Regions from separate parts of the Arachis hypogaea genome. Here region 2 is linked to region 1. A link is a contact called in public Hi-C data. All regions are on one chromosome and are shown on one strand. The core of a region is the stretch at or near the end of the contact, and the rest is flanking DNA. Distances in the headings are between cores, read along the strand shown. Region 1 holds the start of LOC112749149. Region 2 holds the start of LOC112751094 (protein SAR DEFICIENT 1).

Region 1 (5,606 bases), core at 1,132-3,631:
AGAAAGCAATGAGTTAATTAGTTGAAATATGTTGAACAATAGTGACAAACCACTATACCTCTTTTGCTTGGGGTGTAATTTGTAAAAGGGAAATTTCCCCTTGTTCTGAGACTCTGAATTACCCTTCCTTGGTAATGTCTTTGCTTTTATCTATCATAGTAACACATATATGCCGGTTTGGATCTTTTGAGTCATTTTTACAAGTCTTATAGTAATGTCCAATCTATCCACACTTGCTGCATGTCACTTTAAAAGTTTTTCTAGCTTTAGTAGTGAACATCTCAGGCTCTACTGAATCTATCTTCCTCTTCATTTTGGGGCAATGAGCTGGTCTCTTAATGATGGGAGGTTCTGTTCTTGGAGCATCACAAGGGGTTCAGTACTCCTCTGAATTAACAGGCTTGATGCAATGCACGTATGTTGCCCTAATTGCTTGCATGGTGAGCTATTTATGCACATACTCCTTTGGCCTGAGTCCAATTTTATACATCGCTGCAACTGCATGACAGCAAGGCATTCCTGAAAACAAACACCACATAGATGAAATCCACAACAACATAAGTATGAATTAGAAATTAAAGTTACCGTGAGGCAGAATATTATGATGATTGTCAATTTACCAATAAGTTGCCAAGCATTACAAGGTCCTTTGATGGAGGTTAACTCCAACTTTGCTACTTCCTTTATGAACCTCAAACAGCAGTCTATTATTGTCTCTAGCCCAGATGATTCTTCACTTATTAGCTTTAAGCTTGATAAACTCATCCAATTTCTTCTGCTGCACTTGTGTCAAGTGACCATGATGATTCTCTAGCTTCTTCTTGTGTGTTGTCATTTTTCTCATCAGGTAGCATCTTAAATATTTACACATTGTCAAGATTGTTTTTTCTCGATAATTTACGATCTTGACATTCCATACCCCACACATATTGTTGGTAATATTGTCAACCTTTGGCCCATAGCTGAAGTAGGCTTTCATCCACACTGCTAGATCACATCTCTGAAGATATTCTCATGCTCCCAAATTGATTTGCTTCATTTTCTCCATGGAGCGATTGAACTCTTGGAAAGTTGTGCACCTTGCACATTCCCATACTATTTGCTTAGTTTGTTGGTCCTTAAAGTGTTTGATAAAGTTTTTCCAGATATGAAGCACATAATTTATATGGTTTGCATTAGGCATTACTTCTTTGATAACTAACTCCATCCCCTACAATTATTAGACAACCACAAAAACAAAAATTCTTACAGGAAATTGTTATCAAGTGCACAATAGAGTTAAGCACAAAATTATAATTTACCTTTTGCTGATCACTTATGAAATTTAATCCATGCTGAGTGACCTTTCCCAAATCCTCTTGCAACAAAGTTAAGAACCACTTCCATGTGTCTTTAAATTCATTAGGAATAATAGCATATGCTATGACGAATAAGTGGTTATTGGCATCTTGTATCACTGTACTAAGTAGTTGTCCACCATAATAACCTTTCAAAAAATAGTCATCTAGACCAATTAAAGGCCTACAACCCTACTTAAAACCCTTCTTGGAAAAATCTTAACTTATGTATAACCTATCAAATAATGGGAGAGATTCAAGCTGTGGCATTGTTTCCATCAATGCTGTGGATCCGGGATTACTCCAATGAAGCTCCATCAAATAATCTCTAACTTTCGCATACTGTGCCTTTGCATTACCAACAACCACCTCTCTATCAACTTTTAAAGCCCTCGCAATCATTTTTGGGTTAAGCTGGACATTATACTCCTCTATCATGTGATCCATTTCCTGTCTCGATTTCATCTCAGGATGGATATGTAGTCTTTTAATGAGCTTTGATGCAACCCAATCCCTATCAGCCATGTTGCTGCCATAATCTCTAGCACATGTGTGCTCATTTATCGAAGTCTTCTCCTGGAAACATCTACTAGAACTATTCCATGATGTTAATATCAACCATGGACAATTCTCAGCTGCACATGATGTTCTCAGCTTATGCTTCTCATTTTCTATGTATAACATGTCCTTTCTCTCAAATACTAAATAGTCCTTCAAAGCCATTTTGAACAATTCCATTGTTGAGAATATTTGTCCAACTTTAAACACAACCTCTCCATATTCAGTATCCTCACTAAAAGAGTCATAAGTTGTCCTTCCTTCATCCTCAGAAAAAACTAGGCTATTGAAAGCCTCACTCTCATACTCATAAAGTTTATCATAATCACTATCCATCTCCACATTAGTTGGGACTAAGCTTGGGTTATCAAGCCTATCACCCATATTAAGAGCCTCACCCTCATTTGATTCACCTACAGGCCTAGTTCTCTTCTGTATTGATCCAACCCCAATATTAGGTCCAAGCCCATTATTTTGACCCTCCATCCCCTTATTTGCTAATCCATCCTTTAAGATGTCTTCTTATAATACCAGAAGATTTCCTAGAAGCCCTTTTCTTAGCAGTCCTTCTTGGCCTGCTACTAGATGGACTAGCCTTATTACTCTTATTCTTCTTAGGTGACTTTTTTTTTATTTTTTTTGGCACACTATTCTTCTTCTTATTTCTTTGTTATTCATCAGTACTCTTATCTTTTGTGTCATAACCAACAGCCTCATTACACATCTTCTTCTTTGTTGAAACTCCATTTTTTGGTACCTTTTTCTTCTTTTTCTCTTCCTCACTACTGATATCATCTGTCTCATATTTAGAGGAGGAGGTTTGTATGGCTCATCCTCTTCTGTTGTCTCATATCCATCTCATGATGATGATGATGATGATGATGAACCTAGTACAATAGTCTCTTCAGTCAAACCTTCTCTAACTACCTCAGGCATATCCACATTGTGATCAAAATAAATGTACAACTCATCAGTTTTCCTATACCTCAACTTACTTTCCCTAATCTAATTAACCTCCATATCTCCTTTAATGACATGAAGTGTAGCTTCTATATTAGGTGCTCCCATATCAAGTCAGAACATCTATTTATACTCCCAGTAACTCAATTCCTTAAACAATTCAACAAAGTCAAAGAAGTTTACATAACCCAGGTTTAAAGGGAAAAACCTCTTCACTTTACCATGTAAGTAGCAGAGACCTCTCTTAGAGTCTCTGCCAAATCTTCTCCCATGGTGAAACACAGGAATGATCATATATTTAGACATCTGCAATTATTTATTTAAATTTTACTAACATATACTAACAATAAAATATTTAAACAAACAGTTAACTATGACTACAATATTTAACTTTTATTAAAATGCACAAAAATTTATTCGTATTTAAACTTTTCTATAAACAGGACCACAAAGGGTTGCAGACAACAATGATAAGTTGTCAGAATCAGAATCGTCATGTTGGACCACATAAAGCACAAGGGACAAACACTTTCTAGAAAGTCACTAACCTGAACCTTGTGAAGCGTTGTCAGAGGATTCTGTCTAGCTCCATCAACAACACCGTCCACCCGCTGTCAACTAGGATGTCATCAGCACCTTTGCCAGCAGCAACGTCAGCGCTTCCCTTCACCAACAAAGCGTCAACAATGGTCTCGACAAGGGAGGAACCTTTTCTCCTAAGATTTTCTTGTAAATGTGAAGCTTCGTTGATGGGGTTTTATGGAAACACAGTCTCTAAAGCAGCTGAAGAGTTTCCTTCCACGCAAACAACGTCATTTTTGAAGACGTGGAAGTGGACAATTAAGTCCCTGTCTATTTGATCTTGTCTAACTAAGCACAAAACGAACATGTCAACAAGCTAACATGACAAGTCACATTGTTAATGTGACAGCTCAGGGTTTTCTATCAGGCCTTGACGGAAAATTACCACAGGAACCGCGTTGTGTCATGAAAGTATGAGACAAGGATCGAAGTGGATCGTTTTTAAACTTTTTATTTTGAGAGGTCGCATTGTCATTCTAGAAAATGAATAAGAGTCGAGTTGGTAGTACACTCAAATATTTACCTCACATGTCATTAATCAAAATTCAACTCCAACGGTTTTTTGACTCAACAACATGCATGGTGTACTTCGACATTTTAATTACTGTGGTCGAATCTTTCGAAGCGTCGAAGATTCACACCAACACAAATAATTTAATATATCTTGACCTTAGAAAAAAAAATTGAGATAGAATTTGTAACTTTTTTTATTATGTACTAAATAATTTTACATGCAACGCGAAATTCTTAATCTAGTTTGTTTAATTGAAAAGGGAAATTTTGCAAATAGTTAACAAGCAAGCAACGAGTATTTTGTTTTAAAACCGAACATCTACACTCTACAGCCTAATTTGCTTGTGAAGCAGCACGTAGTCGATTCTTTTTGTCTCTCCATGCAGCCTGAATTCGGTTTGCTCCAAGGGATCTCCAATAAGGCGATTCATACCTAAAATATCGCAGTTATCAAACAATATACGTCAACCATGGATTTAGAAATTAGCATGCTTGTTCTTACTAATTACATGTCATTAAAGGCATTTCTAACTATCTTTCTTCTTCAGAAAGAAGAAGAAAATTTATAATGAAACCATGGAAATTTCAGCATTCAATTGTGAAGTTGGAGTGTGTGCAAGTACAACTTTTGGTTAATTTTCATATTTCTAAAGCGGTAATAAACTAACAAGACCCTCCCAAAGTAGAAATCGAGATATAATAAGACAGGGGAATGACCTTATGGCTGCTAGCGTCCTCGGACTCTGCAAGAATCTTGTGAAACGGGTTATTATTTCTTCAAGGTCAACAGCTCGAAGTGAAAAGGCCTTGACGTCGGTTAAGCATGTTACCGTCCTACTGCTAAGCAACCTCCATTCAGGGGGCAATTTTTTATCATCTGCAGCACAATCATATTGATCATCAATGAACATGTGCTAATTTATCTAAAATCAATTAGTCAAGAACTTAAGATGATAGAGTCCAAGTCGCTAATTAAAAGGCATATTGTCACAGCATGGCATCAAGCATTGCTATACCTGTGCTAACTAAAGAATTTTCAAGACACCATATCAATAGTTCTTCACCACAAGCATCCTCGTTGAATAAGCAAACTCTAGTTCCATCTTCTTCAATGCTCTCTAGTTTTCCATGCAGAACAAAGACTATCTTCTCGACCAAACCACCACGACACAATATATTACTTCCTCTAGTGTATACACGTCGCCTTAATCTCTCACAAATGGCATCAAAGATGGGCTCATCCATCAAGGCAATAATTCGAACCTGCAAATATTTAGAGAGAATTTTCAGAGTTGTCAAATATATATATATATATATATACACACACACACACAAACACACGGGTCTTGGATGTCATTGGTTACGTTTCATGACAAACGTGCAAAACGATTTGCCTTCAAACTGGTTTCCACCTTCAACATCAATACTAGAAGACTACATACAAGAAGAGAGATCTCAAGGGAAACAATTTTAAATGAAAGAAACACATTTCATCAAACATATAACACTCAAAATGCAAACATGCTAAATTGGTCTGAATATAAATAACAAATCATATGCCACGGATATTCTAGTGCTTACTTTCTTGATAAATTTAAAGAGATGGCGTCTAATGTCTCTTTGGAGATCCTCTGACATATTCTCCATAAGCATTTC
Region 2 (5,606 bases), core at 1,942-4,441, 160 kb before region 1:
AAGGGGGAGGATGCCGACGACGACACCAGGACGAACGAATGGGAAGGACGCCGACGGCAACACGGACGTGTACGACGGAGTGAGAAGACTTGGACGACCCCTTCCACTTTCCTCTCGTGCGCGGGAGCTACACGGCGGAGGGAGCAGATCAATGATAGGGAAGTACGATGACACGGACGTAGTGGTTGAAACTGACGGAGAAAAGAGTCACGGCAGTTGGGTATCTCAGAGATGGTGATTGACGCCTTTGCTCCCCTAGGGTGTTCACACGAAAATATGAAGAATGGTGTCGTTTATCTTTTTGCCGAAAATTTTAATAAATTCCTCCAAAATGTTATTTATGGTAGTTGGACACCAAACTGTCACTATTTTCATCCGTTTTCAACGAAACATGTGTTTATTACTAGAACTGCTGCTATTCTATCAATTGGCAGTGGTTTAAGAAACTACTAATAATTTTTCGCCATAATTTATCATTTATTTTGTAGTGGTGGTTGAGAGTGGAGACAATATATGAGTGAATGATAAACTTGTTTGTCTTGTAAACTTTTAGTGTGTGTGACTAAATGGATCGATATATATGTGTGTATGACAAAAAAAAAAAAGAATATTACTATATTATTTATTAATTTATTTAACATTACATGAAATATTAGTCCATACTAATAAATAATAGCATAGCAATTTGAGTATGATTATATAATATTTTATTATTTTATATATATCTTGATGCATGTAGGATATATATGTAGTCGTGGTTCATTTTCTTTTTCTTTTGGTATATCGTGTGTCCTCGTGCGAGTGGGTACCAAATAAAACATTACAAAGTCGGATTAACTATTAAAAAATTTTTAAATTTCTAAACGTTATTTAAGCTATTAAGTTAAAATGGTTTAAATCAAACAAATATTCCTACATTACAACACACGCAGAGGTTTGTGGCGATAATTTGGCAGCGGTTCCCAAACCGGTGTAAAATAGGAGAATTAGAGTGGTTCAGCATGAGATTTTAAGTGTGCAATTAGACAATTTTTAATTTAAAAAGTTAACCCCAACTCATTTTTTCTCTCTTTGATTGAAACATGGTGAATAATTTTCAATGATTTTCTGCTTTTTCCTTGCGTTCAAAATCGCACCTTTTTCATCTTATGGAATTTTGACGTTGTTCCATCTCCTTACTTTGTCATCTATGTGTATCCTTCTCTCACTACCAGTTCAGTCCACCTGCCCTCTATTTGCGAATTTTGCAAACAAATTTCCATTCAATCCGCCACACACCCACACACTATCCCTTTGATCGTTCTAATTGTGGCCTAAATGTCTGAAATTGAGAGAGAAAATGCATCTTCCGTTGCAAAATCTAATCCCCGCGCCCTAAAAGAGGACGGTTCATAACATATATATACTTTAGTCCATTCAATAATCATTATAATTATATATACAAGTCCGCAGTTAACGATAATTATTTAGTTGTTTTAAATAATAATAAAAATAAAATTGATTACATAATAATAAATATAAATTTTATACTATTATTATTAATAAAATAAATATCATTAATTTATATGCATAATTATAATTATTACTAATAGATATTTTAGTTAAATAGATCAAAGGATAAGTTATTTAATCTTATAAAAAAAAATTTATATTTTATGAATAAAGAAAAAGAAAAAGATTGTTTAGATATTTCACATACAGAAGAAGAAAATGTCATTTTCTGTTTGGTTAATTTTGTTGCCATACGAGTCATACAAGAAGTAATTACAAGTGAGTTTCTTGTTTTTTCTTTGAAAACTCTGGTGAATTTGAGGATTACACACAATCTCCGGCACGCTATATCCGATCCTTCCTAGGAACATGCATGTAGTTTGACCAAAGTTCTATAACAAAGAAAATTAGTTATTGTACAAAAGCTACCACTATATCATATTATTAAGATGTGATTATCTATTGAAATTCTTGGAATCAGACTACGCTGACGAAATAGTTAAAGAAATGTTTTATTCCATATCACAGTAAGAGAGATCAATAATTTGTTCCTTGTCATATCATAATAAATCATACCCACCAAATAATATGAGAATTGAAATCAGCTTGGGTTATCTAGCTAACTAGATAGTCATGCATTATTGTTGCCACTAAGAAAATCTAATTTCCTTGAATTGTAATTTAATTGCTTTATTTATGGTGAATGCTACTTTTTGTTCTTTTATGCCATTCCATACGTAGAGGAGTTCCAGAGTTTCTGGGTCCTACTTGCATTGGCAGTTAGCTCTCCCTATATATCGCAATAAAAAATATTAAAAATCATCTAAATTTATTATTTTTATTATTATTTAATTATTAATTTAATTTTTAAGTTAATAATTTAATAATATATTTATTTTATATTTTTAAATATTAATAATTAAATAATAATAAAAAATAATAAATTTTAATGATCTTAAATATTTCTCCATTGGTACATAAAAATACTGCTTAATTAGTTCTAAAAGAATTGTATTATCTCACAAAAACAATGTATACATACAATAGTACAAATAAATTTACAATATTAGCAATACATATATATAATAATTGTAATAGTATTTACCATGAATGACCAAATATACAATAATAATAATAATAATAATAATAATAATAATAATAATAATAATAATAATAATAATAATATAAAACCTTATCCGTCCTATCAAGTGAGATTTGTTATATAAATCATAGCATGTTATATCTTAAAAAATAAATTTATTTAATAATTAATTTAAATTATTCATAATTAATATTAATATAAAAATAAAGTATTCTACATATGTACATCTTTTTTAGATACAGTTATCCTTAGAAATTAGAAGGGAATCTTTTACTATATTGGTTGAGAGTGATCTTAATTGTTTTTTTTTGTCCTCAACCAATTTTTAACACATTTTAAAATGAGAAATATTATTTATCCAATATTTTTCGTACATTTATCTTGTATTTAACATTATTCAATTTTTTTTTTCATTTTTTTACTAAAAATATTGATCCCTAATTTTTTTCATTAAATTTTAATATAAAACATAATTTTGTAGAGAGATTACTTTTCTTTTGATTGATATATTGAGGGAGTTGACTTTGGATGGGTGTTGACGTCAAAGTCGTTACATCATATGATACTCATCGCGCGCTGTTTCTTTTCATTTGCTCTATCTATCTATCATTCTATTTACTCGCTTCGCTATTATTTCCTTCACCGTTCCAAGAACCTTCCTTATATTATATGTTAGATTCTTATTATATTTATGAAATGTAATAATACTATAGTATATATATAACTTTGGGTATAAAAGCCAAGTCATACGGTTACCCCTCTTCTTGCAATTGCACTTGCTCCTTCAATTCCTTCCTTCATTCCTGAAAACCTCTCTTTGGTACTAAAACTCTTCAGAAAAGGAAAAGAAAAAATGGCGGCGAAAAGGTTTTTGGATGATTCTGATGATCGAGACCAAGATAAGCCAAACGACAAACGGTTTAGATCTAATAGACCTACTTTGGCTTCGTATGTATTATTACTACTTAATTAGCTTCTTTTCTTTTCTAATTTCTACCTAGGGTTATATAATTATTATTTATTTTCGTACTTACTAATTAGTTTTTGTCTAACTATATCTTATTTGACAGGGTAATAACCGAAGTTGTTACAATGAAAAACTTGCAAAACTTGTTTTCAGTAGCCTTGGAACCTGTGCTCAAGAGAGTGGTAAGAGTTTTGAACTAAACGAAAAATGATATTTTGTTTGTGTGTCTTTTTATATATTATCGATTATTTTTAATATTAAAAATAAAAGATGAACAAAAAATTATAAACAAAATCGTGCATATATATATATTTTTTAAAAATTATTTTACGTAAAATTGATAATTGAGAATCGTTTAGTTTAATTTGGCTAAATTTTTATCTAATAACTCTCAACTATCAATTATCAACCTCAATTAACTGCACCTAAATTTTCACATTTTTTTTAATTAACTCGCAAATTTGATAACCTAGATACTTAACTATTATTGCCAGGTGAGTGAAGAGGTTGATAGAGCGATGAGGCAATGGTGTTCTTGTTCTTCGTCGTCAAGGTCCTTAACAAGGACACCATCATTGAGAATCAAAGCATTTGACGATGATCAACCATCATCAACCTTGCAACTGGTCTTCAGCAAGAGGCTATCCCTTCCAATCTTCACCGGAAGCCGAATCCTCGACGTCGAAGGCAACCCTATAAGCATACTTCTGATGGACAAGAGCAGTGGCCAGATGGTTCCAACAAGCCTCCCACACCCAATCAAGCTGGAACTCCTCGTCCTCGACGGCGATTTCCCTCTTTCTGATAATGACAACTCTTCTTCATCTTCTTCGTCTTCTTGTGGTTGGAGTAGTGAAGAATTCAATAGCCGCATAGTGAAGGAGAGAACTGGCAAGAGACCTTTGCTTGCCGGAGAGTTGAACCTCACCATGAGGGATGGCATTGCACCAACTGGGGACATTGAGTTCACCGATAATAGTAGCTGGATTCGCAGCCGGAAGTTCCGGGTTGCCGTTAGGGTGGCTCCGGGGACTAACCACCATGCTCTTGCAATTCGAGAAGGCATTACTGAAGCTTTTGTTGTCAAGGATCACCGTGGAGAATGTAAGTTTTCTCAACTTCATATATTTATCATTTTACTATCAACAAATATTAGCCACGTTCATTTTTATTTTTCTTCTCTAATGCTAATTAAATTCTATCTGTCTTGATTATATGTTTTATAATATAATATATAAAAAAAATTATAAGTTAATTATTAAAAAAATTATAAAAACTATAACTTGAAGGGATTAAATTTGATTCTATATATCATAATGACTTATGGATCTCATTTTATGTTTTTATTAAAAAACATACTAAGAAACAATTTTAAATTTAATTAGTTAAATTTTCGGTATAATAAAAATTTGAAAGTGGATAACAAAGAAAAACGTTATAACTAAATTAAGCATATATACATTTGCAAGCTTATTGAGGGGTTTAAAATAAATAATAAAAAAAAATTATGTTTCCTGAGAATAGCAAATTTAGTTGGTGTTTAAGAACTATCATTATTATTATATTGTTCCATTAAATGATAGATGAGTGCATAAGTCCCTCTCAATCTCACATGGTAGATATTAATGTAGATATATGTGATCTTTTATCAGCATTGACCGTTGTTTCAACTTCATTTTTCAATATATATTTGTAGTTGATATATAACAACTATCGGTATAAATAATTAGCTGATAAATACAACTATGCTTTTGTTTAAATAATAGACATATTAGATAGGTTGTTGATAACTAATAATCAACATGGAAGTCTAGTTTTCTTAAAATATAAGTCTCTCGAGTCAATAGCTTTTGTTGTTACTCGAAGAAACGTTCTGGTGATTATTGATAACACAATATTAAAAATATTTAGATATTCTTAGACTTTTCAAATAAAACTAATATGGAGTCACCAAAAAAAAAAAAAAAAAAAACTAATATGGAAGAAAAGTAGTAGTTATTGATTACTATTGTCTCCATGCAACAGAAAAATACAAAGTAAATTAAT

What was found. Hi-C and Micro-C count contacts between places; a contact is called where the count stands out from the background.
Region 2: a contact with region 1 is called in a Hi-C map of an unstated tissue, with 2.2 times the contacts expected there. The contact joins the promoter of LOC112751094 here to the promoter of LOC112749149 in region 1. A contact is called at or near these places in 2 of 8 Hi-C or Micro-C datasets (leaf and an unstated tissue).

The regions. Positions count from the first base shown.
Region 1 is chr15:144,757,838-144,763,443 of arahy.Tifrunner.gnm2.J5K5, reverse strand. It overlaps LOC112749149, which reads right to left and starts at 2,381. Exons shown (of 3, transcript XM_025797416.1): 1 at 1,640-2,381; 2 at 1,302-1,486; 3 at 1,013-1,210. The coding sequence starts at 2,381. The coding sequence ends at 1,013. It overlaps LOC112751092 (probable cyclic nucleotide-gated ion channel 20, chloroplastic), which reads right to left. Exons shown (of 14, transcript XM_025800130.3): 11 at 5,532-5,606; 12 at 4,967-5,213; 13 at 4,668-4,827; 14 at 4,121-4,383. The coding sequence ends at 4,284.
Region 2 is chr15:144,923,468-144,929,073 of arahy.Tifrunner.gnm2.J5K5, reverse strand. It overlaps LOC112751094 (protein SAR DEFICIENT 1), which reads left to right and starts at 3,191. Exons shown (of 7, transcript XM_025800133.3): 1 at 3,191-3,541; 2 at 3,664-3,742; 3 at 4,055-4,664. The coding sequence starts at 3,447.